Regions from separate parts of the Gossypium arboreum genome. Here region 1 is linked to region 2. Evidence: chromatin contacts called from public Hi-C data. All regions are on one chromosome and are shown on one strand. The core of a region is the stretch at or near the end of the contact, and the rest is flanking DNA. Distances in the headings are between cores, read along the strand shown.

What was found. A called contact is a pair of places that touch in the nucleus more often than the background predicts.
Region 1: a contact with region 2 is called in a Hi-C map of leaf, with 7 times the contacts expected there. The contact joins the promoter of LOC108465934 here to the promoter of LOC108477280 in region 2. A contact is called at or near these places in 2 of 5 Hi-C or Micro-C datasets (both in leaf).

What each region holds. Positions count from the first base shown.
Region 1 is chr12:108,176,716-108,181,950 of ASM2569848v2, reverse strand. It overlaps LOC108465934 (myb-related protein 306-like), which reads right to left and starts at 2,779. Exons shown (of 4, transcript XM_017766314.2): 1 at 2,136-2,779; 2 at 1,736-1,865; 3 at 1,025-1,644; 4 at 741-900. The coding sequence starts at 2,268. The coding sequence ends at 875.
Region 2 is chr12:108,007,420-108,012,073 of ASM2569848v2, reverse strand. LOC108477280 (putative pentatricopeptide repeat-containing protein At1g74580) reads right to left here and starts at 2,478. Exons shown (of 2, transcript XM_017779786.2): 1 at 2,060-2,478; 2 at 1-1,730. The coding sequence starts at 1,625. TRNAL-AAG (transfer RNA leucine (anticodon AAG)) reads left to right here and starts at 2,897; the gene lies at 2,897-2,977.

The DNA.
Region 1 (5,235 bases), core at 1,530-4,029, 170 kb before region 2:
TTTGCCTCATGTTACATTTTAGTCACTTATGTTTGAAATGTTACGTTTTAGTCACTTATATTATTATTTTGTTATGAAGTGATCACTCTTCCGTTAAGTTCTGTTATCTTCCTAACGGTAATCCTACGTGGCAGTCCAACGAGATATTACTGAATCTGCTAATACGTACTTCATCCGAATGAATCTTTATAGTTTACCCCAATTTTTTCTCATCACAATTACAGTTTCCAATCTTATTACTACAATAATTAATTACATTATCACCACTATTTTTAACTTCATCGAAATTAATAGTATTGATCATCCAAATGAATCTTGAAAAACTGATAAACAAACACCAAATATTATATTAAACCAAAATTGTAACCTACTAACACAGTAACTTTCAACCTAATACGATAAAGTTGAAGATGCCCTAAAGTCAGTTGTTTGCAAAAGCCTTAATTAAAATATTAAAAAACTAGTCCTAAATTGAACAAATAGCTAGAACACCAAATTTTTTTTTTCTAAAGATGGTTATTGATTGATTTGTTTTTGGTAAAGAAAGCTGGTTTTTATTTGAAAATTATTTCGGTCCTAGTTCTTACAGGAACTTTGTAAACTTGAACAAAACCATGTTATTGTTGTAGGTGTTTTTAAAATAGGTTTAAGTTTACAAAGGTGGTTTAAGAAGGAGAATCGAAATTAAACCCTAAGTCTAATTTTGAATTGCAAGAAGAACTACAAAATGAAACTCCAAGTTAATTAGTATATAGGGATTTCTAGTTTATTATGATCCAGTACATATATATAGCATAATAATAATATAGCTGTAATTTACACTTCTTGTTTCTTGCTTCTTCCCAGATAGGGCTGTTATCTTCCTGCTTATAAACTATAGAAAGAAAGGCCTAAAAAAACCTACAGACACACCAAAAAGAAACCCTAATTAAAACTTTGATGCGTTATATTAATTTAGTTTTTCAAAACAAAGCAGCACTATCTTGTAAAGACATGTTAATTAGGTCATCATCATGAGCCTGACCTGAAGCATCATCCAAGAGCCATTTCTCTATCAATCTGAGATTGGGCTTGCTTTCATCTTGGAACACACTGTTCTCGGCCACCGACACAGATTCATGAGAAATATTGTCTGAATTAGAGGAGTTGAAGGTTAAAAAGGAATCAAAACCCTCGGGTGTGGCTTCACTCAACGCTCCTTCATCACTAGAACTGGAGTTCTGAGTCATTGTTTCGGCCGATTTTGTTTGACGAGGCGCAGGTGCGGGTTTGGGTGGATTCTTCATCCAGTTCTGGAGCAACCGTGATATGTTCTCAGCACTTGATGCATAAGTAGTAGATGATTGAGATTGAGCTAGTCTTAAGTAAGGGTGAGAGAGCTTGAACTCAATGGAATTTGTCAAAGAGTTTGGTTTATCAAGGGATAAAGCATCAGAAAGGGCCTGTTTAGCCATCCTGATATCCGTTTGAAGCCTCCTCTCCCACTGCCCTTTGGACACTGATTGTGCAGAAGAAAACCCCTCTTGATTTTGGCCATCAACGCCTGTTTCAACCTTTTTCAGCTTCTTTTTCAAATGGGTGTTCCAGTAATTCTTTATGTCATTATCTGTTCTCTGAGGAAGATAGGAAGCTATGGCAGCCCATCTGCACCCCCCCAAAAAAAAAACAAACACTTCAAGTAAGAGACTCTCTCTCGAGAGAGAAAGAAACAAATATTTTATGATCGTAATCTTACCTATTGCCTAAAAGAGCTTGGAGATGGATGATCATGTTCTCTTCTTGTTCAGTGAAGTTACCACGTTTGATACCTGGCCGGAGATAGTTGGTCCATCGGAGCCTGCAACTCTTGCTGCATCTCAGCAAACCTGAAACATCAACATTAAAAAAAATCATTGAAGGAAACCAAATCCCTAATGAAAAGACCAAAAGTTAAAACCCCCCACACACATCTGAAAGGAGAGTAATGGAAAGAAACAAGATGAATTTAATGTTAAAAAGGAAGAGGCCTGTATATTTATTGCACCTCTTTAATGATCCCAACTAACACCCCAAACGAAAAATATGGAAAAAAGACCAAGAAAAGGGGATTGAAGTTAAAACTTGGAAGCTGAAAAAGAGTGAAACTGATTACATACCAGTATTAGTAGGAACAGATCTCCAATTTCCTGGACCGTGTTCTTGAATATAAGAGACCAATATGATATCTTCTTCAGGAGTCCATGGTCCCTTCTTCACACCGATTTTGTCACAGCAAGGAGGCCTACCCATCTTTCCACTTAAATTTCTTCTCTCTTTAGCACAAAGCTTAAGACCAACTTGAAGAAGAAGATTTGATTCAATGTTTGAGAAGCAAAAAAGGGTTATGAAGGATTTAAATGTTGATGTAATTGGTATGTGAAGGAAGAGGGTTTGAGATATAGCTAGGTAGATGTTGAAATCTGTTTTTTTTTTTGTGTCTACTATGTAAATACCCTAAGAGAAATGGTGGAGACAGACAAGGCTGAAAGGCAAGGGTTTGGTTTGGTTTGGTTTGGTTTGGTTATATATAAAGAAAAGAAGAGAGAAGAAGAGAGAGAATAGAGGCTGACCTGATTGATGGGGTAAAAGGGGTTTTTGCAAATTAAAAAATAAAAAAAGAGAGTCAAAACGGACATCACGCAGCATTTACTCATTGCTTGCCAAAAGTCAGCCTATGGTTTAGACTCTTGCTTTGCCTCTTAGCAGCTTTGCCTCTCAAAAACCGTGTGGCATTCATTGTCGGGTATGCTATGCTTAGACTTGGAGGTGCCACCGATTAACACTCTCTTTTCACTCTTTTTTTTTTTTTTCCTTTTAGCAATGAGACTTTATCTTGTCAAGGGAAAATTTGTGCAGATACTTAAATTTGCTAATCATGATTAAGTTATTTATTTTTACGATAACTTTAATTTTCTCATTCACATGTAAATAAATACTTACGTGTAATAATAAAGCATAGAAAAAGGATTGTATGAAACAGTGACGCCATGTCATCTGTATCCCTTTCTAATAGTTTTATGCCACATCAGTATTCTTATTCTGAATTTCAGGATTTTATCCTGAATTTTAGTATTTTAATTTAGATTTAATTTTTTTCCGGATAAAATCCTAAAATTCAGGATAAGAGTACTGATGTGGCATAAAATTATTGGAAAGGGATATAGATGACGTGGCGTCATTGTTTCATACAATCCTTTCCCATAAAGTATATTGTACTTTTAATAGAAAAGTACATATATGAATTTTAGAAATGATATTATTAAGAGGAGTAATCATAAGTTTTAAACATAAATTATAAAACAGACACAAAAAAATTAAAAAAAAAGTTATTAACTTTTCACTAAGTTGGCAAATTTGAACCATCTGATAAATTTTAAATTGGTTAATTTTGAATGGAGCCATTTTTTTATAAAGAAAGTGAATGAGATAGGAGTAAGGTGAATTTTTTTTTTGGACAATGATATAGAACTGTTATGGTAATTGTTTGTCCCGTACTACCTTGGTTCACTATATGAAATTATTATTTTACCTTTATATATTTATAACTACTAAAAAGATAAAAACGTGCAAATATATTATAAAAAACTCATATGTTTTATGCTGTTATTGAAATTAAATATTTTTCTTAAAAACTGTGTTAAAATATTTATTTTCCTTTAAAAATTAAAATATTAAAATATTTAACAAAATTAAATCAAAATGGGATGAATGAATCCCACATTTATAAAGGTGACAATAATTTTAAAATTGTACATTTATGATAGAGCGGGACGATGGAATAGATTTCACCCCAAAAACTTCTATTAAACTTGTGTCAGTGCTATGCGAAATGGATATACTAAAAAAAAAGAAAAAAACAAAAATATAATTTGAAAAAACAAAAATGTCTAAATATATAAATGTACACAATTTCAAGTCTACTATTATGTTTAAGCAACATTCATAATTTGCATATGCATCAAAATTCAATAGCTATGGTGAAATTATACTTTGCATGTTACCCATTATTTTTTAGTGACACGTTCGCATATAGATATTGATATAGCCTAGGTTTTATTATTTTAAAGTGTTAAAACATCTATAAGAAAATCAAAATACATAATGGTAAGTTTAGCTGCTTAATGCTAACTAAAACATTGTTTTCTTAATAATATTTGCATCACAACCCGCATGATAGCATACATGTGTGTCACACTAACATGATATTATTTGTCTTATTTTCATAAAATTATAAAATATATTTAAAAAAGATTTCAAATTTCAAAAATTATAAAAGCTGATGAAAATTAAAAAAAAGAAAAGAGAGCATAAAGTACATATAGATTCTCATGTTATCATGTTTAAAAATTTTAACATTTTAGTTAGTATTTTCGTAAAAAAAAAAAACAAATCAACTTATTTTTAAGGGCTTATGGTCAAATAAGACTATTTTAAAAGGTAGAAGATTAAATTTAATTAAAAATAAATAAGAATTAAATTGAAAAAGACATAAACATTAATAATTAAATTTATGGTTATGCTAAAGAAAAGTATATAAGTTTCCTAAAATTTAATAAGCAAACATGACCCGATTGCTTCTTTTTAGTAACTTGTTAAAGAATAATGATAAGATAAATATTTGATATATGGTATTGCATAAGTTTTATATATTATCAACGAATATCAATACAACAATATCATCATGAGTGAAATAAAAATAAAAATAAATTATAAAAATATTAATAATTTTATTTAAATATAAACTCTAAACCAAAAAATAAAGCAAAAGATAATAATGATAATTAATATTTGATTCAGGTTAAATAAAATGATAAATCTACTATTTTTATTTTTATTTTTCTAAAACTGAGATGTATTATTCACTAATTATACATTATCAAAATAAATTTAAAAAAGGATGGGTTTACTTGCTTAATTATTCGTCAAAGAAACTCTCCTCCAAATAGAAGTAGAAAATTCATTTTAAATTTGAAAGAAAAATAGATGAAATAATTTTTATGAAAAAGAGTGTTTTGTTAAGGCAATAATTACTTAATTTGGAAGGTAGTAGTGGTTAGCCAAGTTTTTATTGAATTTACCCATCATCCACTAAAAAGGGTTTATTTTCATATTTACATGAAATAATTATCATTGACAATAAATATTTGGCAAATGTCAAATATTTTTATTAGATAAAAATAATGTTTGGAGTCCTTCTCAAGCAATCAACATCCTGAT
Region 2 (4,654 bases), core at 1,229-3,728:
CAGAGGCTCTCAACAAGTATATTGTATGTGATTACATTGGGAATGCACCCTTTCTCCATCATGGTTTTAAAAGTTTCCATGACATCTTCGGACTTCGAAGTTTTACAGAGGCCATTCAGCACAGAGTTATATGTTATCACATCAGGAATAACATCATAGTTCCACATTTGATTTAAAATCTCAACTGCATTTTCCACTTTCAACTGCTTACAGTATCCATCGATCAAAGTATTAAATGTAAAAATATCCGGAAGGTAACCTTTCGCAATAGCATCATTCAGTAAATTGTTAGCATCAGAGACACACCCCATCTTGCATAATCCATTTATAACTATATTGTAAGTCCATATGTTGGGACTGCAACCATTTTCCGACATCTCATTCATCAGCTGCAAGGCTTGCAAAATCAGCCCCTGCAAAGACAACCCTTTGATAAGAGTGTTATACATAATAATATTAGGTTTTAATCCTTTCCCCAAAGCCTCATTAAATACAGCCACAGCACGGTCTGTCTCACCATGCTGGCATAAACCGTTAATTAAGGAACAATAAGTGAATTCATCGGGAATAAAACCCTTGAAAACTGCATCGTTGAGAATCTTATCTGCATTTTGTATTATGCCCAATTTGCAATATCCATCAATGACAGCATTGTAGGTAAAACCATCTGGCTCCAAACCTTCATTCACCATTTTATGCAAAAATATTTCAGCTTCTACAACCTTGGCGCTCTTACACAAGCCACATATTAAGGTATTGTATGTAACAACATCTGGTTTCAGACCTTCCTCAGCCACACCATTCAAAAAACTAACGGCCTCATTTAGTGCACCTTTTCTGCAAAGCCCTTGGATAAAGATATTGACTGTAAACAAATTTGGAGACACTCCCCTCTTCATGACCTTGTTCAGCAGCTTTTCGCTTTCTCGAACATTCCCCTTCTTGCAAAGAATGTGTATAAGTTTATTAAAAGAAGTGATATTTGGAGCAATTCCGAGCTTAAGCATCTCATCAAACAACTCATATGCCTCAATGTGATGGTTCTCTTCAAAAAACCCTCCTACTACAGTACAATAAGCTGCTGCATTTATCTCACATCCTAGCATAGGCATGTTTCTAAGAAGCCTTAAAGCAGCATGAGGCCTCTTTGTCCTACAAAATGACTTTATCCTAATCGTAAAAGTGTACACGTCGGGGACGATCCCTTTATCTCTCATTCTCATATACACCTTGTGCGCTTGATTGAAATATCCATATTCAACCAAAATATTCATGATTGCATTATATGATAAAACTGTTGGCTCGCAATTATAAAAATCCATCCTTTCAAACACAGCGATGGCTTCCTGAACTTTCTGTTTGCGTCCATAATTTCTCATGCACCCGATATAAACTCCTTCAAGCAGACTGCTGTCGACATTCAGTCTCATCTCTAGCAGTACCTTCTCCATAGCCTCAAATTCCCCATGAAACCCAAGCTTGTCAATCATGCACTTATAGGTTAACAAAGTATGCTTGAATCCATCTTCTTTCTTTACTGCATTGAACATTTGAAGCGCTTTGAGCGGATCCCTTTGGTGTTTTACAACTGCAGCTACATGTTTAGGAAGCAAAGCAGGACTCATTCCAAAAAGAGAAATCTAACACAATATAATCATATCCAAACCTATTAAGCCAATTAACATCTGAAGGCGTTCAGCTCTTCTTCTCACATTAAGCTTTGGCTTATCCTAAAACAAGAAAAAAATTACCCAAAAGAAATGACCATTAGTTTGTAATTCGAAAAACCCTAGTCCAAAATTAGATACTCTTTTCAGGAATGAAAAGCTCTACACTTCAATGATTAACAGATATAAAAAGGAATCAAATCCTTCAATGCTAAATCTAAGATAATATGGGAAACAAGTAAAGTAAGCAAATGGGTTAAAAAAATTGTCTTCTTTTCTTCCACTTTCTCAGGAAACAAATAAAAGCAGCAATGCATTAACTACTCGATATTAGCATAGACAATAAATAAATAAATAAAACTGAAACATAGAATTAAAGAAAGAAAGGATACCAGAAAAAAGTTGCAGCATTTGTAATGCCCGAAAGTAGCCAAGAAGAGATTGAACTCCAATTTGAATTGGCGTGGCTGAAGGTTATTCCAAAGGGAGAAAAGGTAGCGGGAGTTTCAGAATTCAACCCAATCAACGGTTCAGATATCGCTATTTGAAGCTTAAATTGGGACCCATCTCGTATACTCAATCGAACGGCAAGCAGGGTAATATAAAGTATCTCCAATTTTCATTCTTTTCAACTGCGCTTTGAAGAGCAGGAGAAAGGGAAAAAAATGGCTATAGTGGAAGGGTGCGTGAAAGTAGAGACGGGTTTGGATTTGGGTTGGGGTTTGGATGGAGAAATCATACCCTCTTATTGTGAGATGGCTCAGCCCCTACACATGCATGTTACCTTTTAATCGAGTATGGTGAGAATTTTCTTCTTTTGCGCGGTGCCTCTTATGAAGGTTTTAATTGATTTACCATTTAAATTTCAAGTCTTTATGTTAGTTGTCTAAGCAGCCATAGCAAGTATCCTAATGTGTGTTAAAGAATATGACAGCAATGGATTGAAAATACTCAAATCACTTAAAATCTAAGTTGAATTAATAATATGTAGATTAGTATTAGAGATCTGTATCTTGCTTATTTTTAATGTAACATATATATAAACGGTCACGTAGACACTATATCATTAAAATTAAAAATATAAATATTTTCATTTACTTGCTATATCATTAAAGTTAATAACCGTAAATAAATATTTTTATTTATTTTAAGGTGATTTTACAATTGTAAAGTGATTATGTCAAAATGTTTTATAGTTTATAATTATAAAATAGGATATTAACAGTGGTGTTGAGATGGCCGAGTTGGTCTAAGGCGCCAGATTAAGGTTCTGGTCCGAAAGGGCGTGGGTTCAAATCCCACTCTCAACAATGTTATGCTATTTTTATGTGTTCTTTTCTGTATAGTGGGTTTCTTTGGGCTTTTCTTTGTGAGCAGTATTTATTGGGGTTTTGTTTTTTTGTTTTTCATGGGGGTTCTTTTTTAAATGCGGTTATGAATTAATCGTACTTACAAACTTCGATTCTATTTTGTTGTTGAATTTCGTTAAAGCTTTGATTTTTCATTTGAATTTATGTTTAAAGTTTCTTCAATGAATAGCATTTTGAGCAGGCCATCTTGTTTAATCAAATCCACTCTTTTCACTAATTTTTTCTTAGATCAAGCTAATGGTTTTACTTCATTATTCTATATGCCCATATGTCAAAGTTTACCAATACTACGATGTAGTATTAAAATTTACTCTAAATTAATTCTAGTTTGTTTTATATTATTTTTACTTAATTTACATATTAATTATATTGTGAATTTCAAATATTACAATGTTGATGTTAATTATACAAATATAAAAGAATTTATTGTATCTTGTTGTGGGGTATGATACCATTTGAGAGAATGATGCTGAAAACAAGCACCATAAATATGTTACAAACTCTTTAATTTGAGACATTTAAGGCTTTTAAATGTGGTTGAGAAGACATTTGTTATTTTTAAAAAAAATACTTTACATATTAACATCACCTTAGTATAAAAAAAAAATTAGGTTGGATCATACTAGCATGTTGCATGTTTCATAAATTCAATCATATGTGGAATTGAAATGATTCATACTTGAAAAAGTACATGAAAGAAGGAGATCTTGATAATTCTAATGATGCAGATTAAAATTTAAATGATAATGAACTCGATCAAGAACAAACAAAGGACGATAGAAAGCATATGTTAAATATTAAAAAGGAATAATCTAACAAATCTACTACGAATAATTAGATAAAATTGCATATAATATTTTTCTTTTTGTTATTCTCATTAGTACTCATATTATCAATTGTTTTTTCTTTAAACTAAATAATACTTATGATGATTTGCTTTTAATTATTGTTACTTAATTAAAATTATTTTTATCATATTAATAATTCTTATAGTAATTAATATTTTAAAAGTATAAATGATGTAAATGTGTAATTATAATTTGTACTATCATGATATAAGGAATTACGTGTAATTAGAACATGCCTAGAGAATTATAATTATTTGTAATTAGAACAAAGTGTACTCTATACTATCCAAACGAACTCTAAATATTATTTAATATTTTAATATAAAAACAGAAATATTTTCAAAATGATATCATTTAAATAATATTTTAGTCCTTAAATTAATGTCTAATTAATTGATGAGTAAACAAAATAATAACGATAACTAGATTTGGAGCCTGTGACTTTTTCTAAACGTAATTTAATAAAATGAAAAGTTTGAGTAAATCTAGTGATCCAAAACAGAAATTACCCTTTTCCTTCGATCGGACAAAAATAATAGTGATATAGGGGACACGTGTCATTTTGTTAGGTGTCCATATCTACAGTAAAAACATGTATCTTGTTTTTAAAAAGCTATCAAGAAATAGTCGTAGAATGAAAAATAGTCGTAGAATGAAAAATGAAACTAGATGTAGTGAGCAAAAAGGTGATGAATTGTCATTCAATGCCCCAAGCAAGTAGGACCTCTTAAGGAGCCAAGTGACCTCCACTTCTTCCTGGATCATAGCC